Regions from separate parts of the Sus scrofa genome. Here region 2 is linked to region 1. Evidence: chromatin contacts called from public HiChIP or PLAC-seq data. All regions are on one chromosome and are shown on one strand. The core of a region is the stretch at or near the end of the contact, and the rest is flanking DNA. Distances in the headings are between cores, read along the strand shown.

Region 1 (5,940 bases), core at 483-2,982:
TAGGCATTAGTGGAACACTTGTGTGTGGATGAAATCAGCCAAAGAAAATGGACAGACTAAGAAATTAAGGAATGAATCCCAGAGAATGGCATTTAAAAAGTAGGCAAAGCCAGTGGGGAAAAAAAAAAAGAAGGAATGAATGATGATGAGCTTCATCTATCAAAGAGAGGCTAAATAAATTTTGAGAAGAAACTCCTGGATTTGGCCATAAGAAATTTAAGCAAGAACAACTTCATGAAGCCATTAGAGGAATTCAGATAACTGAGTGCTGAGGATGAAAGTAAAGAGCTGAATTTGATACAAATGGAAGCACTATGCTTTCAAGCAGTTTACTGATAAATGGGAGGACTAGGCAATAAACTGAACGAACACAGGCTGGGGGTGTGCTTTTGTTTTATTTCATTTTCTTAAGGTGTATGGCTTGAACACGGGGGGGGGGGTGGGGGGAGAAGGAAATGGTGAGGAAGAGGCTGAAAGCACAGGAAAGAAAAAAATATAACCAAAAGCAGAAAGTCCTATAAGGAATGGGAGGGAATAAAATCTAGAGCAAAGATGGAAGCATTATCCTTCAATACCTGTTTCTCTGAACTAGAAACACAAGACCTAACAGAGAAAGAAGGGGTGGTGGGTGGATCTCTGTTTGTTGTTGCTGTTCTTTCTTTCTAGAGCCACACCTGTGGCATATATAAGTTCCCTCGCTAGGAGTCCAATCCGAAGCCTACACCACAGCAATGCCAGGTTCTGGCTAAATCCTAAGCGGCAGCTTGCAGCAATGCCAGATCCTTCACCCACTGAGCGAGGCCAGGGATCAAACCCACATCCTCATGGATACTACTCTGGTTTTTAATGCATAGAGCCACAACGGGAACTCTGGGTGGGTCTCCATATTTAATTTCATAGCCATACCTGGCATTCTCGAACATGTGATCGAATGAAAATCATCTATAGGCTTTTTTAAAAATGCAAATATGGAGCCTGTTTCTATTCATGCAGAATTTCTGAAGGTGAAGCTCTAGCAAGTGAATTTTCCAGAAGTGATTTCCAAGTGATATTATGGAGTATTCCTGTTAAAAGGTAATCAACTGTATAATTTAGGGCTAGTGCAAAATGCAGCTATTATTAGGTGGCCCTTAGGGTGTGGAACGGTACTCGGCCCTCAAGAGAGCAAAGACTACAGGATTCAGAGAGATTCGGATCAGTCATGAAAAAGTCAAATAAACATCACCACATACTTTTAAATGAAGCGTGTTAAAGTGAAGCTGAGAGGTTGAAAAAAATGCAATGATGAAAAATGCATACATCTCCAATGTTTGACCGAAATAAGGTCTCACCTCAGACTACTAGACTCCGTGTCTTAGCCTTAAACTTCCTGTCACAATACTCTACAGGCTCAGCAGGACCAAAGTGTAATTCAGGGTGCTGCAAGAAGTAGGGAAAGCGAGGAAATTGCACGGACAGTTCCTGGAAAGGGACAAAGAAATAACCAGCCGAAGGTAGAAGCGATCTGGATGCCTCTCAACGCCCAGACGCCCCAGGACCTGGGACAAAGCATAAACAAGACCGCGATGCCTTTCTTCTGACACCGCCTTGCACTCACCATCGCCTCGGGATCTCAGCACCAGGAAATAGGTAACTTTGCGACTGGAAAACACCTACACCAACACCAACGCCAGGTTACTCTGGCAACAGAGCCCCACCTACTGCCGGACTCGGAGCGGGCCGCCACTACCCCGCCCCTTTGTCCTTAGTGGCTGGGAGTAAATAGAGCTCCGCCCACCCAGCCGACCGACCCGCCCCTTCACGCCGTAGCTTGGAGCAACGGAACACCACCTACCTCTTTCCAGCATCATCACTTCCGTTTGGTTGAAAGGCGACCCGGAAGTTCAGGCTTATATGCGGCTAGGGTCCAAGTATTCTTTTTTTTATTTTTTAATAAGAGTCTACCCAGTTTTGTTTTACTGAAGTCTTGAATCGTATATTCTGCGTCACTGCGTCACTTGAGTTTAAATGGCACCAAAAGTGTTTTCCTTCTGAAAAGTATTCCGGAAACGAAACCCTGAGTAATCGGAAGTAATTAGCCGTGAACCAAAAGCTTGATGTCCCCAAGGTTGGGGCGGATCGGCTTCGGAATGCTAGAGGAGTGTGCGCGGAAGTTAACCCGTGATATCTAGCCAAAGAACCTGTAAAGTGAGGCCCCCTGCAATTGGGAGAGTAAGAATCTGAGAGGTAAGTCCAGGAAAGGGCTTGTGTAACTGAGAGGGGATTTTGGAAAGGGACAGAGGTTTGGATTGAAGTGTGTTGTTCATTCAGTCGCTTTAGATTTAAGGAAAGGTTGCCCGTTGTTCCAGGAAGGTTTGTTCAGACAGGGACGGAACTTTGGATTTGACTTCTGGGGATGGCAGAGGTTGACAGGATTGTCGCTTCCACTCCTGCCACCTTCATACCTGTTACACACTCCAGACCCACCCCCACCCCCTTCAATTAGTATTTGCCTGCAGACCTTTGTACATTTCCCTGCGCATCTTCCGAGGGTTCATTGCTCTTGCGAAGGGTCTTTGGAGAGCTATTTTTCAGAACAGTGGCGGCGGGGGTGTGACTTTTAAGGAAGGTAGGCACGGAAGACGCTATGCTGAGTTATATCGAGTACTCAAGAGTTATCATTTTTGTGAGTGAAACCATTTGTCATCTAGTGCCTGGTTCATCATTCGTGATCACTGCATTAGTATTACCTTCCTTCTCATGTTCTCGCCTGAATCTTAGTAAGACTAAGATTTAGTAAGGTCATGCATACATTCTGAAAATATATGCTATGACATTTTAATTTTTACCAAGAAATGCAAATTAAGTTATTATGAATTTTTTGTCACTTGTTAAACATCTAAACAGAAGCTCCTCTGTCATGTAGTGAACAAAATAGTGTCCATGTCTCCTGAGAAGGTAATTACTTTAATACCTTTTTTTTTCCCCTTTTTTGGGCTGCATCCGCAGTATTTGGAGTTTCCTAGGCTAGGGGTGGAATCCGAGCTAAGCTGCTGGCCTACAACACAGCCACAACAGCACACTATCCAAGCTGTCTCTGCGACCTACACCGAAGCTCATGGCAACACCAGTTCCTTAACCTACTGATCTAGGCCAGGGATTGAACCCGCAACCTCACGGTTGCTAGACGGATTCGTTTCCACTGCACCAGGACTGGAATTCCTAATTACTTTTAAGTTCCTGGTATCTATCAATAATACAGAGCACCTGTAGTAACTACAGTACTATTTCTGAGCTAAATTTAAGGACGCATATCTGATAATTTAGAGTATATAGGTGATAATTTAGAGTATACCAGTGAAGCAGGAATTTGAAAGTAAACCACCTCTCATTTTTTTTAAGACATTGGGTAGTCATAACAATATCACCTTGTGAAAAAGGGGTGTAAGGGGCACTCCCTAAATGCAGGTTTACTAAATGAAGAAGCAAGTAGAATATCATAATCTTTAAATGACAGGGACTTAATGAATGTGTTTATATGGTATTGTTTTAATTATTTCATTTTATTCATATTTAGGTTTTTCAGTAGAAGCCCGGGGTACATTTTCATTTTTAAAAAAATGACTACTCTTGAAGGTTTAGAAACCAAAGGTAAGTTTTCTTCCTTTGATGATAATTGTTTTAAAACATGGAATTTATGATGATAGGACAAAGGATTGTTTGAGCCAGGTAGCAAAATCTCACAGAACCCTTAGGAATTATTTGTTTCACATCTCTTCGTATTTGTCTTTTAATGCACTGTTTACATCAGTACTTCAGGTATACAGTTGAATATTAGCATCATTTGATAATATTTATTACTACTGTTTATGTCTACTATTGTTAAACATTTAGTATAAAGCAAATTTTTACATCTATGTTCTCTGCCCACTAGAAGATTAGATTTAAATAAATAAGAGTATACATTTTCAAAATTTAGGTAGATGGACAAAAAACTGTGTGTATGTTTCTGTGTCCAAATTTCTCCTTTTTATAAGTACATCAGTCATATTGGATTAGAAGTGCACACTACTTCAGTACGATGTCATCTTAACTAATTACATCTGCAGTGACTCTGTTCCCAAATAAGGTCACATTCTGAGGTATGGTGGATTCAACATTATGAATGTTTTGAGTATTTGAAGCGGGACACTTTTTTTTTTTTTTTTTTTTTTTTTTTAATTTTTAGGGCCGCATCCACAGTACATGGAGATTCCCCGGCTAGGGGTCAAGTTGGGGCTGTAGCTGCCAGACTATACCACAGCCACAGCAATGCAGGATCCAAGCTGAGTCTGCGACCTACACCACAGCTCACGGCAACGCCGGATCCTTAACCCACTAAGCAAGACCAGGGATCAAACATTCATCCTCATAGATGCTAGTCAGATTTGTTAACCGCTGAGCCATGACAGGAACTCCCAGGACACAATTTAAATCAGAACACTTGCTAATTACAGTAATTACTTTTTAATCCTGCCTTACTTGTCCTTTGTGTGATGTTTCATACTGTGATCTTTCCTACCTTTTGAAATACTTTATTTCCTTGATTACCATGACTTCATTCTTATATTACACCTACTTTGTGGCCTTTTCTTGTCCAATACAGTAGCCACATGTCCCAATTTCTGTATAAATTAATATTTTTAAAACTTAATAGCCCTGTCACTGATGACTGTTGTATAAAACAGATATAAAACATTTCCATCATTGTATAAAGTTCTGTTTGACACCACTACTCTAGAATATAGTTCTTTTTAATCTTCCTCTTTTGATTTATCCTTTAAATATTAATGTTTTTCAGCCCTCTTTCTCTTCTACTTTCACAGCTTTGGTTATTATCTATAAGAATAGCTTCCAAATCTATCCATAGCTCAGATCTCTTCCCTTTTGATTCAGACCCTTATAGCCTACTGACTGTCTTCACATAGACATTGGTAACAGTCTTAGCACATTCCCAAGTGAACTCCTGACTCAGGTTATTCTTGAGTGGAATGAATTATGGAGGTTGGTGCTGTCAATGACAGATGGGAAACTTATTTTCTAGAAGCCAGTTTTGTAGCAATCAGATCTCCAACAGCAAACTCTTTAGAGGAGGATTAAATGTATTTAGGAAGTGAAGATCATGCCAATAAATATTTAATTGAATTTATTTAAGTTTGTGCAACAGCATTTCAGAGTTACCAGAGATTTTTTATGGTATTAGAATAAACAAACCATAAACTCTAAATGAAAAAATAAACTGGGGATTAATAGGAAATAAGAACAATTAAATCATAACTAATATGAAAGTAATTAGCATGGTGCTTGGCAAAAAGCAAAAACTAAATATGACATCATTAGTAATTAAAACAGTTATTACAAGGCCTCTGTGAAATTAATTTTTTAAATTATTTGTTGTTACTTGTTTGTAATGAGGATTAGAGTTATAAAGTACTTTCACATAGATTATTTCATTTGATCTTAATTGTACAGTAAGGGAGATAATTCAGCTATTAGTCCTAATCCTACATAATGTCATATTAACTGTTAGTGAAGAAAAGTTCCTTGTATCACCTGGCCTGAGAAAGGGTGCACTTATTATGATTGACATTTGTCAGTTGCCTGCATTTCCTGTAACTGCCTCAGAAGAGAAGCGAGATTGACTTAAAGGGACAGAACTTCCTCTCAGTAGATATTTGAGCAATACTATCATCATGAGAGAGATGTGTCATTGCTTCTAGGGCTGTTTTTGAGAGGGATATATACAATAAATGACAACAGTTAGAAAATTAGACTGTGAATCCAAAACTTTTCTTGGTAGTAAGGTTGAAATTAAAAGGGATTAAAGTCAGATAGTTTAGTGAAATAGACCATACATGAAATAGACCATACAGATAGTTCAGTGAAATAGACCATATGAGATGTTATAAGTATTTATAATTC
Region 2 (6,215 bases), core at 1,887-4,386, 650 kb before region 1:
GCCAGCAGCTACAGCTCCGATTTGACCCCTAGCCTGGGAACCTCCATCTGCCTTGGGTGTGCCCCCCAAAACAGATAAATAAATAAATAAAATAAACTTGCAAACTAATGTACTTACACAAGGCAGTCAAACTGCACAAAATTATCTACTCTTCTCCTGTAACAGACTAAATGCCTGAAGCCAAAGGGGAGGTTTAATTGCTCCCTAGTTTATGAGCAATTTCTCTCCTTCCAGATTTTTCACTGAGACTGGAGTCTAAACTCAAAGCAATAATCATCTAAAAAAAAAAAAAAAAAAACCTCTGGGGTAATTGGTTTCAGTCCTGGGGCAGCTGAGTCCTACTGTTTTTCACGTTTGTACATTTTTTACTCTGTGATTAATGGAGCAGGAGAAGGAGGCAACAGAGGGTGGAAAGGTGAAAGTAAAAAAATCATTTGACTCTTCATACTCAAAAATGTGGAGGAAGAAGAGGTGGAAAAGAGAGAGATCTTGCCTGTCAGCTTCTTGTTTGACTCCCAATGGCCAGATAAAATCATATAATTTCCACTCCCTCTCTTGCTTCCCTTCAAATAGTTTGAGAGTTAATGACAAACCAGTCACACGTTGGCAAGTTTTCAATGAAACATAATTTGCCTTCTCTGCCTAGCAGAGATAAACACAAGCATCAACAGAATACAAGAAAAATCCAGCTGTATTTTCAGGGCCAAACAAAGCATAGAGTATTGGAGCCCTGGAGCCTTCCAGGATCATGCAGTCTGACCATTCATTTTCCCGAATGTGGCAGGAGACTAGAGAGCTGAACCCATGGTCCAAGGTCACCCGGCAAGTTGTCTTTTAGAACTAGGATCTAAATTCAGGCTTCCTGACTCAGAGCCCAGGGCTCTTCCCTTGGGTCTAAGAAATCATCTGGGTACTATTTTGCTGTGGCTCAAAAGGGGGCATCAGAAAGGGGCCCCACCCATATAATCGTGCCCTAAATGGGAGGACTAGACAGACCATTGTAATTAGGTCATTCCCATGCTCTGTGCCAGGCAGTGGGCCTGACTATGGGGAGCCACTGGAAACTGTCAGTCATTGACGGGAGGCTGGGCTGTGAGTCAGCCATCCGTCAGAAGGGGTTTGGGATAATTAAATCTGCTCTTTAGGGGCAGTGGGCATGGATGAGTAAAGCGCAACAAAGGGGCCCCTGCCTATAGCTGCCCATGACCCTCTCTGCATTCCTTGTACAGGCTGGCTGCACCCCTCCTCAATCTTGGTGGTAATCAAGCTGGTTCCATCCCTCCAGACCTAGCTCCTGTTCTGATCTTGCAGATTCCTGCCCTCCCCAGTATGAAGAACTTCCCTGAGTCCAGAAGTGTGGCCCTGGCTATGCTGACCAAGCCCCCACTGCGCAGAGGCAGCAAACTCTCAAGTAGCCTGTTACCATGACTAAGAACTGAAATGCTTTGGTATTGAGGCTCGCTGAATCCAAATCCTGGCTCTACTACTTTCCAGAAGAGGAAAGCCCTGGTCTCTAGACTGTAGCCTGTCTACCTATAAAATGACTTACAGATTTGTTTTGATCATTAAATGAGATAATCCATATAAAGCATTCAGCACAGTGCTTGCTCAGGGTAAGCACTCAATCAATGGCAGCTGTTTTTATTACTCTGTTGCCTGGCTCTCCCACCCATCAGTCTTTTTGTCTTGATTTCCATCATTGCTCTGTGACCCACAGAATTTTGTGCTCTGACCCCCACTGTACCACTGTACCACTGATGGGACTCTTCAGTCTTCTCTCAACAATTACCACAGTGGCAGCCTGCAAGCCCGGCTTCCTCCTCCCCCAGCCAGGCTCCCCCAGTATTTGCCTCCACCCTCTCTGCCAACTCACCCAGCAGTCCTGCCTCCATCTAGGCTGCAGTGACTAACTGGCCTCAAAGTCCATACCTCCTGGGATGAGTTCTGATCAAGATCAAGGGTGAGCCAGTGATACCCCACAGCAAAGACACAGACTCAGGCCATTCCTATGTCATTAACCACAGCAGAACCTAGTCAGGTAAGATTAGTACTTCTCTCCCCAAAGACTTTAGTAAATAAACTATTTCCTAGAAATAAAGCCCATTACAAATTCAGACAGAGAGAAGGACCATGGTACTTAAAACTGAGAGAGCACATTTAATCAGGCAGCAGAGAAACATTTAATTTCATTTCTCTTTGCCTACATTTCTTTGACCCCTCTGCCCCAATTTACTTGCTCTAAATCAGGACTTCTCAAACTGTCTGTGGTAAGGGTCTCATTGTTTACTATCCCCAAACAGTTGGGTACTGATACTTTTGTTAAAGAGTCAAAATAAATGACTACCAAACTTAAATGCCATTTGGACATCACAGCAATGTTAAGTTGCTTCAAAGTTTCTTAAATACTTTCCATTTCTACACTTATCTTTTGGCAGACTGGGAGAACATTTCCCAGACCCACAGTAGTCCGTGGACCGAATTGAGAGTGGGGCTGCTTCTAGAAGGGACAGAACCACAGGGGAGTCTGTCTGCCATGGACACTCCCCATCCTGGGTTTTTGTCTTGTAGGGCCATCAGCTCAATCGCAGTCCTGCCTCACCCAGAGCACGCAAGGGGAAGGTTCCTGGTAGGACTTGCCCAATCCTTAGTGCGCGCTCTTCCCTGAGGGTCAAGCAGCCCCCAGGAGGAGGGCTGTCATGTTCCCAGCCGTCTGCCGCCCTCTGGCTCTTACCATTCCATTCCAGCCCTGTTGATCTCCTCCCACCAGCACTCCGAAGGCTCCCCGAGGCTCTGCGGCGTGGGCATGCAGGCGTAGTTCCACTGTCTGTCAGATCCTTCCTTCTTGTTGAAGATGCTCCTCACAGCCACCACCACCTGCCCATGGGGACACTGGTAGCTGAAGCCCTGCCGGTTCAGATTCACCCACCCGTCGTCGCTATAGTCGTGGTACTGCTGGTATGGGTACCCGTAGTCACCGTACTGTCCCCAGGCCACGGTGACCAGTGGCAGAAGCACCCACAGAAGAGTGAGGTCCATGCTGCCTGGAATTCTGGCAAAAAATATGACCCTATGTCTGCTGGGCTGCCTGTTTTATACAGCTGCTGCTGACATGTGGCTTCCAGATGTGGGTGAGCAGGCTCCAACTGCAGTGTGTCATCGTTTAAGCAAAAGTTTTCGGCGCAGAGATCCTGGCCATAAGTACATTCAGTTTGTTTTAAGGTGGAATTCTAGGAAAGCTGTAAATGGGAGAAACTCTCTAGAGAAGGAACAACTCAGCAGATAGATTTTAAAAGCAAATGGCTTCACACTCCTTAGAACTATTCACCTGAAAAAAAAGCAGTGTATTTATTCCTCATCTCTCAGTACCTTACCTCTTTATGCTCCACTCTATTGCTGCTATCAACCCCCTGCATTTATTCTCCAAACCAGCTTTGAAGGACCACACACATGCAGAACGTGATTAAAGTGATTTCAAAACACCAAAATAATAGGATGAAGGGACAGAATCATTTAAAGTACTGCAAGGCTGGATGCCTGATTTCTTTTAAGTTCTTAGCCTCACATCTTTTAACTACCAGTTAAAGCCACATTTGTAGGCTACTCTGAGTATTCAGTCACATATGGAAGTACTATGTGAGAGTCCATGGGGAGACAAGTTGGGCATTATCTCTACACTTAAGCATCCTTCTGAGCTGCTGAAATTAGACCTAGCTATACCTAGAAACTGTGCTTGGCTCTCAAATATGTAATGAGTTTAATCTGAATAAAGCTGCCTTTTTTTTTTTTCTTTTCTTTTTTTGGCCATGCCTGAGGCATGTGGAAGTTCCCTGGCCAGGGATCCAATCTGTGCCACAGAAGGGCCCCATGCCACTGCAGTGACAACGCTGGACCCTTAACCCCTGTGCTGCAAGAGAACTGAATAAAGCCACTTTTTATCCTTTGGTTTTTTTCCCCCTCCAGGTTAAGTTTTCTTTGGAATGACATATAATTTACATATAATAAATGCATCTTTTCCAATGTTCAGCATACAGTCATTTAGCCAGCACCATCAAGACATAGAACAGTTCCAGAAAGCCTCCAACCCCGTTATGCTTTGGTAGTCAAATCCTCCCCAAGACCCCGCCCCTGATAACCTTCAATCTACTTTCTGTCACTATCACTATGCCTTTTTTCAGGATGTCAAGTAGGTGGAATCACACAATATGCAGTTTTTTGTCTACTTTCACTAGGAATAATGCTTCCGAGATCCATGCATATCACTGTGTGTCAGTAGTTTATTCCTTTTCACTTTTGAGTGGTCTTCTATGGTATGGCTGTCCTACAGGCAGCTTATACCTTTGAAAGACATTTGATTTTTCTCCAGTTTTTAGGAATTATGAATAAAACTGCTATAAATATCCATGAACAAGTTTTTGTACAAACAAATTTTTATTTCATTTGGTCAAATACTTAGGAGTGAGGGTGCCAGATCTTAAGGTAAGTGTATTTTTAATCTTGTAAGAAATTACCTGATATCTAAAATGCCGAACCATTGTGGATCCCTCCCAGAAAATTGCTGTTACTTTTATTGTAGCCATTTTAATAGGTTAATAGATTCCCAGCGGTATTTCAGTGAGGTTTTGATTTGCATTCCCCTAATGACTAATGATTTTCAGCATCTTTTCATGTGTTTATTGGCCCTCCATCTGTCTTCTTTGGAGATTTAACTGTTTAAATCTCTTGAGCCCTCTGGGCATCTCCTTAGTGGATAGTATTTACCATTTTTCACCAGGGCCGTCCTTAAGAAAGTTTCTTAAAATTGATGGTTGAAGACCAATTATCTCTTAAGCACTTGTGAGGATGATTAAAATGCAGATTCCTGAACTTTACTCCAGTCCTACTAAAATCATAACCTGGTACCCAGGTATCTGCATTAAAAATTCTTCAAGGTGATTCTTATTCATATCAAAGTTTAAGATCCACTTTCTTAAAGGAATATGGGACCAGGGAAGAGGGGTGAATCACACTCTAAGTCCTACTCCTTGCCCAATGTATAGCACATTTAACAGATGGCATTCAGGTTAGATTAAGGTAACCTTGAAGGAGAAAGTTACACATAGGAGGAAAGCAAATAAGTGGTGTGGTGTGTGTGTGTGGTGTGTGTGCACGCACTGGGCATGTAATTAGCTCTGGTGATGTAGTTATCAAAGGGAGGGGAAACTCGGGACTGAATAGGCATATGAATCCCAGTTTTGTTTTAGTACCACCTTCTCCTATCACTTCTATCCACAAGTAACTCCCTAGTGTTGGCAACTGGAGTGCTCCAAGTTCAGGGTGACCACTTGGATTTATGATATGCTGGAACTATACCTAGACACAGTGCTTGGCTTTCAAATATGTAATGAGTTTAGTCCTGTCAGCACTTAAAAATTACCTGGGGAAACTTTTGAAAAATGCCAGTGTCTGAGCCTCACCCCAGACCCATAAGAAGCTTTTGAGCTGAGTCCAGAAAATAGTAGCCTTGAAAACTTTCCTGTATGATTTGCATGTACGGTCAAGATTGATAACCACTGCTATAGAGAGTTTTGGGTATTTTTTTGGCTGCACCCTTGGCATGCAGAAGTTACCAGGGCCAGGGTTTGAACGCTAGCCACAGCAATTACAACACTGAATCCTTAACTGCTAGGCTACTGGGGAACTCCTAGAGGTTTTAAAATGTGTCATCCTAATGCTCATGAGTTATATCCTGCATTCTGGGTAGGATTTACCAGTAATCTTAAACCTTAAAGAGCTCCAAGAAACAAGTCATCGTAAGCACTCATCTTTATCATGCATTCATTTCCCAACAATTTCCAGGCCCTGCCTGTTCCCTGTTCTCTGCAGACCTCTCTTATTTTACAGATTACAGCTACCATAGATTACAGACTCCCTGTAACGTACATGAGTAAACATCTTTATAGATTAGGTTAGATTAGGTATAGATTCCTATTACTTACAGTCGAAAACATCCTAACTCATGAAATGTCTGAGATTCCATAAACTGCTGAGAACTTGGAGCCAATTGCTAGAGGCCTCACAGAGAATGGTTCCCCTGAGCAGACATTAAGAATATTTAAGGAGTTCCCGTTGTGGCGCAGTGGTTGGCGAATCCGACTAGGAACCATGAGGTTGCGGGTTCGGTTCCTGGCCTTGCTCAGTGGGTTAACGATCTGGCGTTGCTGTGAGCTGTGGTGTAG

Evidence for each region. HiChIP or PLAC-seq counts read pairs in DNA pulled down with a chosen protein or histone mark.
Region 2: a contact with region 1 is called in an H3K27ac HiChIP or PLAC-seq map of skeletal muscle, with 4 times the contacts expected there. The contact joins the promoter of DPT here to the promoter of NME7 in region 1. A contact is called at or near these places in 4 of 5 promoter capture datasets (fetal liver, fetal skeletal muscle, liver and 1 more), 17 of 47 Hi-C or Micro-C datasets (adipocytes, brain, embryonic fibroblasts and 9 more) and 2 of 2 datasets of contacts at active chromatin or transcription factors (alveolar macrophages and skeletal muscle).

The regions. Positions count from the first base shown.
Region 1 is chr4:81,635,699-81,641,638 of Sscrofa11.1, reverse strand. NME7 (nucleoside diphosphate kinase 7) reads right to left here and starts at 1,732. Exons shown (of 13, transcript XM_021089439.1): 1 at 1,598-1,732. The coding sequence starts at 1,600. BLZF1 (golgin-45) reads left to right here and starts at 1,851. Exons shown (of 7, transcript XM_003355067.4): 1 at 1,851-2,226; 2 at 3,557-3,630. The coding sequence starts at 3,600.
Region 2 is chr4:82,284,578-82,290,792 of Sscrofa11.1, reverse strand. DPT (dermatopontin) reads right to left here and starts at 3,136. Exons shown (of 4, transcript XM_003125649.5): 1 at 2,732-3,136. The coding sequence starts at 3,036.